Linked DNA regions of Gossypium hirsutum: region 2 is linked to region 1. The links are chromatin contacts, called in public Hi-C maps. All regions are on one chromosome and are shown on one strand. The core of a region is the stretch at or near the end of the contact, and the rest is flanking DNA. Distances in the headings are between cores, read along the strand shown.

Region 1 (4,240 bases), core at 1,198-3,697:
GACAAACTTTGTTCGAGGTGTTCCTGATTTCTAAAGATAATGAAATTTAGACTTGAGCCTCCTCAAATAATGTAGATCTGATATGGAAAGTTTCGACAAAAAATTCAACCCAAATAATATTTTATTTTTTTTAAAAATTCTTTTTTCATTTTTTCTATACTTTTTCGAATCACTTTTTTTGTGGGAAATATTTTTTTGTACTCTAAAATAGTACCAAGAAATAGTATGTAAAATTTTAGATCGTTTAAAAAACGTTTACCCAATGAAAAATATTTTTTTTCTAAAATCTGTCGGGGTAAAAAAATTGTTTTGAGGCTGTTTGCTAGAAATCAATTTATAAAAATAAAAAGAACACCCAAAAACGTTCAAATCTGATACCAAATAATAAAGAATAAGGTAAATGAATGCGGAAGCGGATCGTAAAGTTTGTCAAAGTCGTGGATTTGACTTGAGGCTTTAGACATTCTGAAAGAAATTTAGATTTTGAAACAACTTGAAACACAAATGAATCCCAGTCAGATAAAAAAAAATAAAGAGAACAATTAAAAATAAATAATCAAAATGAATAAAGTAGAATAATGAGATCAAAGATTAGAGTAACAAAAAAGAAATTAAAGAAGATTAATGGAAAAGATGGAACATCGCATGTAGAAGTCTTAAGAAGCTATGGGAATAAGAAGAATCCATAATTCTCTTCAAGCGGTTTTAATTTCCCCTTCAAGATAGAAACCTTGACAAGAAAATGTTTGAAGATGATCCCCACAATCTAAAAGATTGTTAAAAACTCTTCTAAAAGAAACTTGAAAAGAAAAACTTAAATAGAATTTATTAACTCAAAAGAGAAATATAATAATTATCAATTGTCTAATTTGTATACAATGCAAAGGTCTATATATAGGCTAGCTAAATAAATCTAAATAAAACTCTTAAGTATACTATAACTCTAATTAATCTAAATAAGAAGTAGTTTTAAATTAAACTTTCTTATTGACATAAAACTCCTAAATAACTTAAACTACATAATAATTATTAAAAATTTGGAATAATAAAATAATAAAAGTTGATAAATACAATATTTGACTCATATATAATAAAAATTAAGCCCAAAATCTGAATCCGATATGATTTAAACTTGAATTAAAAGCCCGAAACTCGTAATTCCCGTCATAATCCCGTTCAGAAATTCTGCTTGCGCAATCTTCACTAAAATAGTCATAATTTGAGCTTCCAACTCAAAATTGAATGATCCAAAGTGCGTTTCAAAGCTGAGAGATAGATCTTCAAACGCCTTGAAGACATCTCAACCTAGAAATGCCAGGATCCCATCCAAAAAGTCGTCGCAAGTCTGCTGATTTCCCAAACTTGAAAATTGTCAGCTTTGGTGAATGGAATTTAATAAATCTCACCCCATCCATGCATGTATCAAATGTGGTCATATTTGGAGTGAAAGATTTGTGATTTTTTTAGTTAGTCTCGCATTTTATCTGGTGCTAAGGTGGTGCATATTAGTCAGTTCATGGATCAATGCATATTGTGTTTTCTTTTCATACTGCAAGGTGCTTGCACTTATCAGTAAGGATTTTGGTAGGTTTTCTTTAAAACGGTTGAGTGGAGCTCATCAGTGAAATTTGTTGGGATTGTTTGCGTGCTGGTGTGTAGATGATTTGAAAATGCATTTTGATTGAAATATTCAGGTAATATCTAAATGCATGGCATGGTTGAAATTAGGGATGTAATTAAACCAAAGAGGCTATTGTATAATACAAAGTAGTTACGAATGGTTATGGTGTTGCATTACAAGATGTTGACTATTTGTGTTGTTTTCTTCCTTATAAGGAAAACAATATATTTACCTTTTTGATCGTACAATGAGTTTTCTTTCAAACTTTCATATTTGAATAAAGGTGACAAATAAAATCCTTGCACACAACGCCGTTTGAGAACCTATTACTACACATTCTATGTCTTAAAAACCCTAACTCATTCCGATCCTCTACTGTGGCGCCCTTTTTCATTATTCCATTTATTCTTTGTTTTTTCTTCTTCTTTTTCTTTTATTATTCTCCCTTTGCTTTTCTTTGCTTAGTTCCTCAAAAGTTAACTATTTTTTTTTAAAGAATTTCCCTTTAAGCTGAACTGGTTACTTAGTACTTCTAATTGTATGTAATCCTTGGTACTTTGGATTCTAGCTTAGAGCCAAGGCAATGTCAGCTTAATTCTTTTTTCCTTTTCAAAATTCAATAATTTTGCTATTTTGTTTGTGGTGTGCAAAAATGAAAAGAATTTTGTAGCAGCTTTTCCAATCCCAGATATTTCTTTTTACTTTCCTTTTGATTCTGTAGCGTTTATGAGGTTTCACATATAAGTTTTGTACTGGCTTAGGGCTAGGGTCTAGGGTTCAATTTGTTATTATCCCTTAAATATATATGGATCAAAGCTTAGAATTGTTTTGGGCCTGAAACAAAAACACCGACCCAATTCTCAACTGTTTGCTTATTGTTTCGTGTTGAACTCCACCATTTATGGCTGTCAAACAGCACGGAAAATAAGCTTGTGAGAGAAATAAAGTAAAAAGGATGATCTCATACCTACGAAGATGTCCAAATTTAACTATCGTATGTGGAACCGATGTTGTCTTCCTCCAGCGTTTTCTACACAATGGTCCGGACACCGTGGAAGAGCTTCTTGACAGACACGTAGTGAAGGAGAAATCCCTAGAGGATGAGGAAGAGTCGCTGAACCGACAGCGCCTCACCAGCACTCGACGAGAGGCACTGAGTCTCTACGCGACATCCTTCGAGCCACCCGATTCTTCATGTGGCCCGATTCTCGGGGCGTTCTGTGGAGGGACATATTGAGAGAGAACGCGAGGAAGGAGTTCGAGGAAGCTCGCTTCGAGAAGGATCCGGAAGTTGTGACCCGATTGCTTATCGGTGGGCGTGATGCGGTTGAATCCGCATTGGAGAAGCTAGCCGAGAAGCAGAGGCATCAGATTCAGAAGGAGCGGGGAGATGGTCGGTGATGATTGATTCATTTCTTTACTCTCTCTGATTTTGAATTTGATTATCCTTTCGAGGAAGGACAAATGTTGTGTTTTGGTCTTATAAAAATTGATTCATTTCTGAACTTATGCGTTAGCCTTGTTCGATTGTGATTCCCGCATATCCAGAAGTTGGTTGATGAGAAAATTGAGAGGAAATCAAAGTTCGATTTTACTGCAGTGTTCCTTTGTATGTTGGCGTCGATTGAACATTGAATTGAAGGGGGGAAACAAATGTTCCTTTGCATTGCCTCCATGGCAGTTTGCTGAACTTGTAACCAAGCATAGAAGTTTATAATTTGGTGCCAAATTGGCAAATGTAAGTTAATCAACCCAGAAAGTGAATCCAATTATAATAATATTGGTAATAATGATTGTTATCTAATCCCATCCAAATAAACGAAATGAATTGTTTAGCTTCAGCATCATAACAGATGAGGAGTATTGAAGATGGAAATAAGTTTGCAACAAATGCAGCAGCCATTGCCGACTAAAGAAAGCCCTTAGTTGTTCGTCTGTCTTTGCCAATTGCCATCCCCATCATGAGTTCCCCTTTTCATCATGGCTACAAACTCCTCGTGGTTGATCCTCCCATCATATCCAACCAATCATGTCAAGCAAAAAAACTAACAAACAAACTATTTGTTTTAAATAAAAGAAGCAAACGAAGATCCTTCTCAGTATCAGCATCCTCTATTGTAGCCTCATCTCCCATTCCGTACCGTGTCATAGCTTGTCTTAGTTCATCTCTTGTAATAAACCTGAATGAAAAGAAGAATACTAGGCAGAGTCAATCAATCAAGTAATATAATGTTCAAAACCGAAAAAAGCAATAGTGCAATATAATAACCCACTGTAATCCTTGTCAAAGAATGAAAAGCCTTGACTATTTTTTCTTCCCTCTCAAGCCTATGTCGATGCATTGTAGCAGCTATGAATTCGATGTAATCAATGAATTCCACCATTGTCAACATCATCCTGACAGAATGGGGTTCAGGCATTCGGAAGTTGCAGCTTGTTTCATTATTATGGAAATGGTTACTATTATATATAAATAACATAATTTGGATGGTGGAGGGAAGGGATTATATAATTGGATAATTCTTACAGCGTCCATAAGTTGCTTTATTTCATTTTCAGTTAACTTAGATCCCAAGCGAGCTAATCCTTCCCTGAGTTCTCCTAGTGTTATTGTAACAC
Region 2 (4,240 bases), core at 738-3,237, 53 kb before region 1:
GTTTCCAACCTGATGATTTACTTCAAGAGGTGAACAAAGAAGGTAAACACCATGAATTAATAATGACACAACTAAACATGTCCTACATAAGCAAGAACTTTGCAATGAGATGACTTTACGATGAGCATCTAACAACTAACTCATTACAATATACAAAAAAAAAAGTAAGTCGGAAATTACAATTAAGTCAAAACTCTACACTTGACCTAAGACTACCTGTAATAATCATAAAAGAGGCACCTAAATCAGCATCCATAACTAAACAAAAGCTTATGTTTATACCTCATCCATTGTTGGATTAACAATAAACTGCCCGCAAATTCTCCCCATCCGTACCACTCCAATGGGTCCACCCCATGGAATATCTGATAACATAAGAGCAGCAGAAGTCGCATTAGCTGCCAACACATCTGGATCTTGTTTGCCATCAGAAGAAAGAACACTTGCCATTACCTATTGAATACGGCAATGTCAATCAAATTGAAAACTGAAATATATTTATACATGCACATGTTTGAATCTGAAAAGTGACAAGACCTGGATCTCATGGTAAAAGCCAGCAGGAAAAAGAGGCCGTATGGGCCTATCAATGAGACGACCACATAAAAGTTCACGTTCTTTTGGAGCACCCTCCCTCCGCATGAATGTGTTTGGAATCAGACCTTGAGCAAATTGCTTCTCTTGATAATCAACCTTAAAAGAAGAAAATTCCCAATGAGACCACACACTAGCAAGCCCCTAACATTCGAGAAATGTCTAATCCATGAATAACCAAATGAGCAATTACTATTCAATAGTTAATAGACCCCCTTATTAATTTTGTTGGGCGTTCTTGCTTACAAGATCAAAATGCAAAAAAATCTTGATTTAGATGCAAAATCAGAAAATATAAGTTCATAAGAACTAAAAAAGAATAATTGTATTTTCTACACAAGGAAATACATGGTTTTACTTTTATATGAATAACTATGTTAAAATTGGGGTTTGATTTTAGGTCATGTTTTCATCATAAATTTACTTTCTACTCTTTATAGAACAACTTCTGATGAAGCAAAAACCAAACAGTAATAAACAAATAACCAAGCACAATTCTGCAAACCCAGATTTCATATCCCTTTAAAAAATCAATAACTTGCTCTTTCACCCATAATTAGGACACTCTTCAAGGACATAGTAAGGTTCATGCTTTTTCTATTTTCTATTTGTTTCAATAGAAAGTAAAGAACGTCACATATAAAACTAAAATCAAAGAGTAAACATCAAAAAGCAAAATTACAATCCAAACAGAACCTAAATAGCTGAGCAAACTTAGAACATTTGTCTGGAACAAAACATTATTAAATAACAATGACCCAAGATTACATTTAACCCAAAATGAAAACTAAAACATTAAAGATGTTCAAATTGTCCCTAGATTAGGAAGAAAAAGAGAAGACAAAATTATTACTTACAGTAAGCGGTAGAAAGTCTCGATCAGCGTCGCCTTTAGCGGCAGCAACAGTGGACAAAACTTTGGTCTCTTCCATGCCCAAAACAACGGCCCCATTAGCAAAACGAGCAATTTTACCCGTTTCAAGTGAAATTACCCGAGATCCAATTTCGAACTCTTCTTTGAAAGACTCGAGAAACTTGGTCCCCGCCACTGGCCGGTCAGGTGGGTCGGACTCCGACGTCGATAAACCAAAACGGCCGTTGCAAAAGTTGCGAAAATGTAAGGCTCTCCGTGTTAGGAGAGGGTTAGCTTTGGCTCGAGCCCTGATAGCTAGTGAGAACATTGCCATTGTAGAGTAAGAAAGGAGTTCGGTTTCGAATTTTCTGGGGCTTAGGGTTTAAGGGTGGGGGGAGAACGCTTTGGTGGCAACAAAATGGAAGGGTTTTAGGGTTTGATTTGGTGCATTGAGCTGTATTTTACTACTTTGGGCGCGACATTTTCATGCGAAACAAACACTTTCTGCGGTTTTTGATTCTTTTTACATAGGATAGGTGTACAAAATTCAGTCTATATTTTTAAAAATATATAAAAATTATAAATAGATAATTTAATAAAAATAATTTTTATTTTTATTTTATAATATTATTATTTATCCAAAATCTAATTATATTTTGTATTAATTTTAATTAATATTCTAAGTAAAATTTATAACTTAAATTTAACACTTAATTTTTTAGTATTTATTTTTTAAACATTTAAATTTTCAGTTTATCAAACATAATCTTAATTGATATGTCACAATTTGAGGTTCGCTTTCTACAGATTTCAATAGGAATATTTTTTATCTATCTATATTTATATTTAAAGTGTTGCCATGAATTAATTAAGTATGAATTCAATTGAGAAATAATAAAAATATTCTTTATAAATAAAGTAAGTTATATTAGGAGGTCTTTCTAATATTTTGAAAAAAAAAAAGAGAAAGGATTCATTTGCATCCATATAAAATTAGAATTTGATGATCCCATCAATAACTTAATTATCCTCCCTGGGAATATACCTTAAAAATCACAATCTTTCATATTTTAATATATGTTTGATTATTCTAATCAAAGTTGAATTCGTAACCATCGATTGCCTATATCCAATGGTTTTAATTCTTTCATATATTTGTTCCTTTAAAATGGTCAACCTATCCAAAATGTCTCAAAGTTCAATTTCAAACACTGAATAATATTTTTCGATATTTGAATGATTTTGAGTAAAGTGTTTTTTTTATTATTCGATAATTTTTCAAAAACTATTTAATGAAACAAACATTATTAAGAAAATGCTTTAAATCAAAATCATGTATCTGAACTTATATACTCACAACATCAATGCACCCAATTCAATCTTTCAAATTAGCCACAAATTGGGTTATCAATACTCGGAAAGCACCAATTTACATCATAAAAAAACTCCATTTACATTCAAAAGAACTCTGAATCAGCAATTAAAAGAATGGAAAACCTCATGTTTCTTTATTGAAAATAGAAATAATATTTCCTAGGCTTGCCAAACGCAGAACATTTACATTTCAATCAAATTCTCCAACAATGCAGCCTAACTCAAAAGAGCTCTTATGACTATTCCAATACAGAGAAAGGAGTTTAAGGTGGATTTGGATGGACGGTGGGGTGTGGTGCGGTGCAGTGAGTTTAGCTTACTTTTTATCTCACGCTATAATATCGTTACAGTATTTAATCACATCGCCACCATTATTTTTACATTAATCACATGTAAACGTACAGCCCATCCAATTCCACCCTAAAGCAAGTTGTAGCTTCTAAAAGGCATTTAGCTTAATATGTTACTGATCATTTTCTAGCTAAAAAGAATCAACTATTGTCATTCTTAGTTAGTTGACAAAAGAAAGTCAGCATAGTTCCAGGTGCCCATTCAATACACAAGTTGTGGACATGCATCTCCTGTTCAAACTGATCATAGCAAATCAACCCCATCTTATCCGTCATCTGTAGCACGTCTTTGAATGTTGCACTTATCAAAATTTTCTTTTTTGCCTACCCCATCTTCAATGGAATGAGATTGTTTGCAGAATCCAAATTTCTATAGATTCCACTGTTGCAAGGGAGCAACAGTGGCCGCTTAAACAAGTTCAAATAGGGAGGACACTTAAGCTTGAGACCCAGTTTTTGGAGATGAAGAACCCAAGGATTCATGGCTCTGTTACAGCTCTACTTGGTCAAAACGCTCATTTTTGAGAAGTGAGAACTCAAAAACTAAATCCCAAAATGCTTTCCTTCCGAGAGTAAAATAAAAACAATCGGTAAATTTAATTCATATAGAAAATGAATTTTTTTTTAGAAGTAAAAGATTTGAGAAAAGAAAGAAAATACCCAATGCCTGAAAGTGTTGAAGCTGCATTTGAAGATGTCACAACGAGGTGCTTCTTAGACAGGTGGAGGCTCCGATTACGTATCTGATAGAGAAAATTGAAGAAGAATAAGAAAAAGAGCTCTCTCACCATTTACTAGTGTCACGGGCCAAAGTGCAAAGCCTGTGACCATGCCACAAGAAGCGCCCCATGGAGGTCTATCGATTAGATGGGAAACATTTAGCCCACGAGACCTGACCCGATTCAAAGAGCTATTGGACAAGCCTGTCAGATTGAAGCCTGGTTGGCCCGATGATGAAGACATGGCAACTTAGGCTAATTTTAGTAACTAATCTTAGAAGATAGAGAGAATCATATCTTGTAAAGATTAGATTAGATTTGATATGGCAAATCTTGTAAATCCCTAAAAT

The links. Hi-C and Micro-C count contacts between places; a contact is called where the count stands out from the background.
Region 2: a Hi-C map of leaf shows a contact between it and region 1, with 2.0 times the contacts expected there. The contact joins the promoter of LOC107892267 here to the enhancer-like site in region 1. A contact is called at or near these places in 4 of 34 Hi-C or Micro-C datasets (anther and leaf).

The regions. Positions count from the first base shown.
Region 1 is chrD09:8,785,623-8,789,862 of Gossypium_hirsutum_v2.1, reverse strand. It overlaps the pseudogene LOC107892270. Among protein-coding and RNA genes, the nearest start is that of LOC107892269, 15 kb to the left of the region's middle. Within about 2 kb of position 2,447, at least 9 of the 9 cell types and tissues checked have an H3K27ac peak or open chromatin away from gene starts, as enhancers often do. A contact at or near this core is called in leaf, where this site is marked.
Region 2 is chrD09:8,838,565-8,842,804 of Gossypium_hirsutum_v2.1, reverse strand. It overlaps LOC107892267 (polyribonucleotide nucleotidyltransferase 2, mitochondrial), which reads right to left and starts at 1,987. Exons shown (of 16, transcript XM_016817298.2): 1 at 1,452-1,987; 2 at 538-693; 3 at 283-453. The coding sequence starts at 1,781.